2 separate regions of the Sus scrofa genome follow, and region 1 is linked to region 2. The links are chromatin contacts, called in public Hi-C maps. All regions are on one chromosome and are shown on one strand. Each heading gives the region's core, a stretch centred on a gene start, on an enhancer-like site or on the middle of the called end of the contact. The rest is flanking DNA. Distances are from core to core; before and after follow the strand shown.

What was found. A called contact is a pair of places that touch in the nucleus more often than the background predicts.
Region 1: a contact with region 2 is called in a Hi-C map of alveolar macrophages, with 1.8 times the contacts expected there. The contact joins the promoter of DMXL1 here to the promoter of DTWD2 in region 2. A contact is called at or near these places in 2 of 5 promoter capture datasets (fetal liver and liver), 10 of 47 Hi-C or Micro-C datasets (alveolar macrophages, blood, embryonic fibroblasts and 5 more) and 1 of 2 datasets of contacts at active chromatin or transcription factors (alveolar macrophages).

The regions. Positions count from the first base shown.
Region 1 is chr2:123,000,204-123,004,574 of Sscrofa11.1, reverse strand. DMXL1 (dmX-like protein 1) reads right to left here and starts at 1,498. Exons shown (of 46, transcript XM_021084665.1): 1 at 838-1,498. The coding sequence starts at 924.
Region 2 is chr2:122,935,396-122,939,515 of Sscrofa11.1, reverse strand. DTWD2 (DTW domain-containing protein 2) reads left to right here and starts at 2,515. Exons shown (of 7, transcript XM_021084663.1): 1 at 2,515-2,845. The coding sequence starts at 2,628.

The sequences.
Region 1 (4,371 bases), core at 249-2,748, 66 kb before region 2:
AAGGCTATCATGTGCAATACTGACTTGCAGCTTTAAACTATTATAAAAACTATAGTTATAAGGCAGAGAATATCACTATACTGGTAAATAGCCAGAAGTCTGTGGCCCTAGTCCTTTCAGTATTTGGGAAAGACCAATGAAAAACAGGGCACTTTCAGGAAACCTTAACCTGAAATTACCACTACATAGCAAAGAGGAGTTTTACTGAAAAAACAGTAATTCAACTTTTAGTAATTAATACGAACAATCTAAAATAAAAGTTTCCCAGGACTACTCAACTGTACGATATTCAAAAGATGGCAGGAGTGAACTATTTACAAAAAATATTTTTTTCTTTCCAGTTATCCTTCAGTGAATTTAAAGGAAAGCAAATGAAAAGCACTGTTTTTCACTATATTTTACCCAGCGCTAGTTGATAGCAAACAATTAGTAACTGTGTTTTTAAGGCACACACTCTTTTTCAACTACAAAGATACTTGACCTTTAGAGTAAGAACTGAAACCAATCCCAACTATTCCTAAACTTGACAACATTACACAGCAATGATTCCTGGATAAACGACTTTGGTAAACCAGCCCGAAGACGTCAGATGAAAAACTTTAAAAAAAACTACAAAACACTCTAACTTCCGAGTTCAGTCGGTACAAGGGTTTCTGCCTCCTTGGTCCTCAAATGCCAGGTTCGCCGCCGTAAAGGGCGGGAACCTTCGTTGGGGATGTGGGGACCCTCGTGAGGGAGACGAGGCTTTCTCGGCCTCTGCCTGGCATTCTGGGCCGAGGCCGGCTGACTCAGGGGCGCGGACTCGCCGCGGGCGACGCGAGAGCCTCCCTCACTCACCGTGAATCGCTGGTCGCCGACGCTGCCCACGGAGAAGCAGTGGTCGCCAGGGTTCACAGCCCCGGTCAGCACCTGGTGTAGGTTCATGTCGGCGTCTTAGTCCAGCAACGGACGTTGCCTCCCGCTCATGCCCAGGGCCAGCTGCCGCTTTCCTCCCTCCCTCTTTCCTTCACGGGCGGCGGCCGGGCTTGGGAGGCGACGGCGGCAGCGACAGGCGCCAGGAGCCGGAGCCACTCAGCCACTGCCCGCAGCTCATCCCGAGCCCCCGCGGGCGAGTCTGGGAGGGGGCGGGCCGGCAAGCGGGAGGAGCACCGCGCGTCCGCGCACCTGTCACAGCCCGCGAGGGCCCAGGTGATGCTCAGTGTTGACCCAGCCGCCGCGACCCCGAGCCGACCCACCGGCCAGGAAGGCCACGCCGTCCGCGACACTCAGTCTGGACTGTGGCTGGCCGGCTGGGACCGAGCCCCAGTGGCGCAAGCAGCACGCGCTCTCCCTCACCACCAGACCTAGCCCTTCCCGGCTCCGGTGCCTACCACCCCCACTGGCCTTCGCTGCTCTCTACGCGTCCCTAAGGCCTTTCGGCCGAAATATCGCGAGATTTCTCGCGGCTATGAGGAATACTGCAGTAAAGAATTTATTCCTGCCACAGTATACGGGTCCGCAAGTGGAAAACACCTCTTTGAGTGAAATATTGGCCAATCCTGAGCTCCCGTTCACCCAAGGCTCCGCCCACCACTGAGGATAGACCAATCTCTTTGAGGCTTGTGAGCGACGTCGTGCGTTTGAATATTCAATGTAAGAAGCCTAGCAAAAGCATAGAGAGCCTTGAATAAACTGAGTGTTGTCAGATTATGCTTTCGTTTAGGGCTTGATCTGACTTTTGGGCCAGAAAGTTAAAAGGGAGAAGTGTATTACAAATGCAGTTGCAGTGTCTTGGTCCTGGTAGAGACTACAAGTCCCAACAAGCACCGCTGCCTTAAGCGGCCCGCGAGTTTGGCCAAGTGAAGGTGAAACTAGAGGCGTCTCAGCGCAGAGTTAACTCTGGTCGAGCGCGTTTCCAGTTCGCTAGAAAGAAAAACTGGGGGAGGTTTCGACCCTTGCTAAGTACTAAATTTAATTTAACATTCGTTTTGAAGTAGTGCTGGTAATAATACTACACCGGCCCACGTTGAGATGGTGTTTTGGGAAAAAAACCTAAGAATTCCAATATGATTAGTGTCACGGCCTCTCACAAACTTTGAGACTCAACTCTAATTGCATTTTGACAGTTTTGTATTATTATTGATAAACATTTGTTTACGTCTTCTCCCATGTACCATGAGCCTCTCAGGGACAAACTGACCTGTATCCCACGTGTCTAGTGCAGTGCCATTTCCAAGGTAGGAGTTCAGAAAACGTTAAATGAGTAGACATAAATAGCAGCTCCCCACCTAAAAAGAGTAGTTGCTTTTTTTTAATGCCAAATTGATTTTGATTTCATACACTTTTCTTTTGGTGAAAAAAAAAAAATGGGAACAAAACCCAAAAAACTTCACACTAATACTTGGATGGGAGGAGTACTAGTAATTTTGTTTTTACTTTCCCTAAGTTTTTTCCGAGGAACATAATTTTTTTTTTTTGCAACTTAAAAATTAACTAAAAATAAGTTTGAGAGCCATCTCCCTATTTTAAATTTGAGAGTTGTAAATGAACGCCCTTATTATATCCCAGTATCCCCATAAAAGTGAAGGATTGAAAACTTGTCTTTAAAAAAGAAAAAACTGTTTTATTGAGGTCTCACATAGTTACAGTTTAGGGTTTGTGTTTTAATTATTAATTCAGATTTATTTAATGTTGCTTTAAGTCAGTTTCATTTTTAAAATCTTAAACCATGATTTTTCTATGTTCAATATAAATTTTGTGTCTAGCCCAAAGTTTAACATGTTTACTCATTCTGTTCTGCCCATCTTTTGGTTTTGAAGTGCAAGTGGTATGACAGAATAAAAGAAACTAAGGAATCTAGCAGTTAGGAAATCTGAGATTTACTCCTGAGTGCACATTTGCTGTATGACCATGGGAAAAGTCTCCTTAATTTTAAGACAGTTTTCTCCATCTCATCTGTAAAATTAACAGGTTTCACCTGATTATCTACAATATTTTGCTTGGCATTTTCATTCCTAATAACATCTGTTTGTCTTTATTAAATTCTTTCATCCTTGAGATAAACTGTTTGAATCCTGGCCTACCCACTCCTTTAGACAAGTTACCTAATTTCTCTGTGCTTTCATTTCCCTATTTATAGAGTAGGGGTAGTAATAGACTTTCTTCATATACTTATCATAAAAATTAAATGGGCACAGTGTTTAGCACATAGAATTCAATAGAAGTTGGCTACTATATCATCATCATCATTATTAAGAAAACCTAACCTTTTGACATATACTTACTCTTTCTAAAGTTTTCCAAACAGTGTCAAACCTCAGTCCAAATCAAATTGTCCAGTGATGTTTGAGACTGCCACAAACGTTCTGAGGCCATCCTAGTCTGGATCTAAAACTTGGACTACACTACAATAATTGTTGAAAAACAAAGGCATTCTTTTGCCTCATTCATCAAAGTGCTTCTACTGTATTGTTAAATTACCCGTTAAACAACCTATCTTTGATGTATAGCAGATGAATTTGTTTCAGCGAAACAGCAAAATTTTTGTGATTTATCTTTTTTTTCACTACAACTCCGGCCTGCTGTCTGGTTTTATACAGTTCTTGAGCTGAGGATATTTTTTAATGCTTTTAAATGGTTCAAAAAAATGAACAGAAGAGGAGTTCCCGTCGTGACTCAGTGGTTAACGAATCCGACTAGGAACCATGAGGTTTCAGGTTTGATCCCTGGCCTTGCTCAGGGGGTTAAGGATCCGGTGTTGCCATGAGCTGTGGTGTAGATTGCAGACGCAGTTCAGATCCCAGTTGCTGTGGCTCTGGCGTAGGCCGGCAGCTACAGCTCCGATTAGACCCCTAGCCCGGGAACCGCCATATGCTGCGGAAGGCAGCCCTAGAAAAGGCAAAAAGACCAAAAAAAAAAAAAAAAAAAAAAAAATCAACAGAAGAAAAATATTTCATGATATATGAAAATTATATGAAATTCTCTTGTCTATAAATAAAGTTTTATTAGAACACACCAATGCATAGTCGTTTAGGTATTGTCTACGGCTGCTTTCACACTACAACTGCAGAGTTAAGTAGTTTTAACAGAGAGCCTATATCCTGCAAAGCAAAATATTTGTCATTTTGCCCCTTAGAGAAAAAATTTGCTGACCCCTAATGTATAGGAAGGATCCTTTGCTGCTCTATGGTCTATAAAATAGATTTTACTGTGCAGAATGATTGTTATACTGAATGACAACTCCACTTAATTAGTAAAACATTTAATGTTATTTATTATTGCATGAGGATCTTTAAATACATCTATGGTATCCCTAAGTCCCTAGTATTTATCATAGCACAAAGTGGATACTCACTAATAGTTGAATGCAAGGATGAATATGGACAGGATCTG
Region 2 (4,120 bases), core at 1,266-3,765:
GCCTGGTCCCATATATTCTGGTGGCAGCAACAGGATTTCACAAAGCTGGGAGACCTGGGGTCTAGAGTTCATCTTCTGTAGGCATATAGGAAGACATCCCCTCATTCCTCCAGTCTGGATGTTGTATCAATCCTGGGCGCCTGTGGAGTCAGGTGGGGTTTCCATTACGCTTTGTTCCCTTCCTAATTAGGGAAAATATTCCTTCTGTTTCTGCTTTTACTCCAAGCACACTCTCACCCTTAACCCATCTGTGCACACACATCAGAACTCTCTAATCTGTTTTTACCTCTCAAACTCCCTTAGGCAAAGAAGCACAATGGTCTGGTTACTAGGAGCTGAGAGATAAATTGAGTATAAATTAACATTTCAGTAGATTATTCTGCAGTATTAATACACTGGTAAGTTGGTTATATGCCTTGAAGGAACTTTTGCTTGCCTTCTTAGTGTCTTGGTATTTCTCAGAGGTGCGGTAGTGGTCCTTATTTTGATACCAGGGTCTATCCCAAGCTGGTAACCTCACAAGAAGTACCAGCTGACTAGGTGAGACATTTCCTCAGGCTTCTCAAGGTCAAGGTTCATAAACCTGGATACTGGGTGAATACCTTGCTTTGAGGAAAATGACTCTTTTCTCCCAACTCTGGCTGAATCCTTCCAGCATGGGAGCCTGTCTTTCTTTTTCTTTTTTTCCTCTTTCTCTCTGTCTTTTTAAGGCCTCACCCTGGACGTTTCCAAGCAAGGGGTCGAATGGGAGCTATAGCCACTGGCTTACACCGCAGCCCTAGCAACGCCAGATCAGAGCCATGTCTGTGACCTACACCACAGCTCACAGCAATGCCGGATCCTTAAGCCACAGAGCAAAGTCAGGAATCCAACCTGTGTCCTCATGGATGCTAGTCAGATTTGTATCTGCTGAGCCATGACGAGAACTCCAGCATGAGTGTTTTGTTGATTCTGGTCAACCTTGGGAAGAATGGACTATAGAGAAGTAAGAATGGAGCAGGGGACCACTTATGTGCCTATGGCAATGTTCTAGGCAAGAGATGACGGGGGCTTAAATCAGGCAGAAGTAGCAAGAGAAGATAAACAGTTGGATTTTGAATACTTTGATGGGTGGAGCCAATGGTCTAATGTGGGGTGTTAAAAGAGAAAGCCAACTGTAAACTGGCTTGTTAGGACTCATCTGCCCTCACATAACTCATACTTGGGATCTAGAAGGATCTTAAATGACTTGATATTATTTCATTTCTTGAGGTTAGAGACAAGAGTTTAAAGTGTGTCACATGAAAATTTAATTTTTGTAGTTAAAGTGTTGGTTCTCCAACCTAAATCTGCAACCATATTTCTTTATTTTCTGATTCAGTTCCTTTTCTGCAGTCTCTGGCATTTCATCATCTCCCAATTACAACTGGGATTAAGTTCCAGTTTTTTTTTCTTCCATCCAACATCAATGATAAGGCAGGATTTTCAGTCTTTTTCTACCCTCCCTTAGCATACCCCAAGTAGATTACAGGTGCCATTTCCAGGGGAAAAGAATGAAGGATAGTTGAAAACAATAGCCCTACATTCATGCAGGCTTGAATTTAAAATGACTAAAAAACTGATAGTGAGATAAACATTTTAAGAAATGCAATAATGCTCTATTACTGTTAGTGATAAATAGGTTTTGTTTTAATTATTCATAGTTCTAGAATCAAGATAACTATGATTGCAAAACTTAACTCTGATGACTGGTGAAAACTTTTAATATTTTGTTTAAAATGCTGAACGTCGGTAGAAGTAACAAAGTGTTAAGTGAAAAGAATCAGCACCTATTTCAGGGCAAGCAGCATTTCCACTTTTATTCTAAAATGGATTTCATTTTGGCTTTTAAAAAACTGCTGGCTCTATTGCTGTTTTCCAGAGCTGTAAAAACTTAGGCAAGGTAGTTATCTGTTTCTTTCTTTTTTCTCATCCATGAAATCTCAGCTCTCTTATTGCCTCTTGATCTTAGGAGCCTCGGACAACTGAAAAACCACACTTAAAGAAATGTTTAGCGTCGTGTAAAAACAGCATGACTGATTATGAGTAGAAATACCAAGAAGATACAGGACATAGGTCCTTGCCTTTCTAGAGCAAGAAATTCTCATTAAAAGGACCAGTAGTGAATCAAAATCCAGTCAGTACAACCTCTCCTCCTTTGTTGGCCTGCAACAATGGCTCATCCCCTGTTGGAAATGCTGGGTGCACTCACCCACCTAATTACTGAACTGCCATCCTAGGGTGGAAAATGCTGAATTCAATTTTATTTTCATTTTTAAAGGTGTGAAATTAAGGAAAGTACCATCAGGTTTGCTGCCTGGGTGTTTTCAGAGGAGAACCTTTTACCTGCCCCAGAGAAGCCTTCCTAATCTCTCCGGCTCCCCGGGACAAACCACACTTCCCTTCCGGGTTCTAGGTGAACCATCCCACTGACACACACCAATGGGCTCGCTTCTTCTCCGCTGCGGGGCGGGACCTCCTGCCTGGGCTCCGCGTACGTGGCGAGAGTGCGTGGGGCCGCGCGGCGCGGGCCGGTTTCTCTAGGGTGTGGCGCCCTCCGGCGGCAGGGGGACCTCAATGTGACTGCCAGACACGAGCGCCCGCCCGCCATGGATCCGCAGGAAGAAGCGCGAACATCCAGGGACCCCCTCGAGCGGTCGCCTGGGGTCCCGAAGTCTCAGACACCCGACGAAGAGGAGCGGCGGGGAGGGGGAACAGCGCCAGCGGCGGCTGTCTTGGACGCAGAGGCAGACGGCGCCAGTGTGGACGGACTGTGGGAACTGCCAGTGGAGCCGGCCAAACGGAGGCCCGAATGCAGCCGCTGCAGGTGACCGCCAGGCGGGGGGCGGGACTGAGGCGGGCGGCAGACTTGGCAAGGCGCGGGCGGGTGGTGGAAGCTGCAGCGCCCTCTGACGGGAAGGCGGCCGCTGGGGCTCCAGCCCCGGGGGGCTCTGGCTCTGGCATCTCTGTGCTTGGGGTGGTAGGTTCCGTTGGTTGACCTTGGAATCACTGTGAAATCCCCGTCACAGTTCTTTAGTAAGAAGCCATTTACCCAGGTTTAGGATTATTTAGACTTACTTCCTGTAAGACGCTCAACAAGTCACGGGATGAGCAGGCATAAGTTCCTCTGTCAAGAAACTGGAGCGTCTTGGATAATATTTGTAAAAACACGTTTACGTTTGAGTGAATTAGTCATCTTACAGTAAAAAACAAAAGAAAACCATAAAGTGGATTAGAGAGACACAGTCAAGGTGGCTGTTACCTTAATTGAGATTGTATTCAGAATTCCTGAAGAAGTATTTATTGAGCACCTCCTGTGTGTCAGGCACTGTGCTAGGTTCCCAGAAATGCGATGGATAAAACAGACGTTGTCTGTGCGCACTAGGGCACTTGCAGTCTAATGAGACAGTTTATTAAGCAACACCAACAATTAACATTACTTGCCTGATTACGTACTTTTTAGGATACCTCATTGTGCCGGTGTACTCTGAGTATTGTGAGGATTGCTTTCTCTGCCTGTTTGAATCTCTTGCTACATAGGTATATGCTATTATCTTAACCTCCTGGGTGTTCAGGATCATTTCCCTTGATTGATGAAGGCCTCCATCTATCATCTGTTCTCTTCACACTTTTAACTGTTAGATAGTGTCTCTATTTCCTCATCTGGGAATCACTCTGTGATTTGTCCTCAGATTGTACAGTGCTCTGAAATAGTTCTCCGTAAAGTCACCATTAACTTTGAGATGAAATCTAATGGATCTTATGTTCACTTAAAAAAGAGACTATAGTTGATTTACAGTGTTGTGCCAATTTCTGCTGTGCAGCAAAGTAACCCAGTCATGCATATATGTACACACACACACACACACACACACACACACACATTCCTCTCTTATATTATCTTCCATCATGTTCTATCCCAAGAGACTAGATCTAGTTCCCTGTGCTGTACAGTAGGACCTCATTCCTTATCCATTCTAAATGTTATAGTTTGTATCTACTAACTCCAAACTCCCAGTCCATCCCACTCATTTCCTCCCCCTTGGCAGCCACAAGTCTGCTCTCTACCTATGCAAGTCTGTTTCTGTTCTATAGGTAGGTT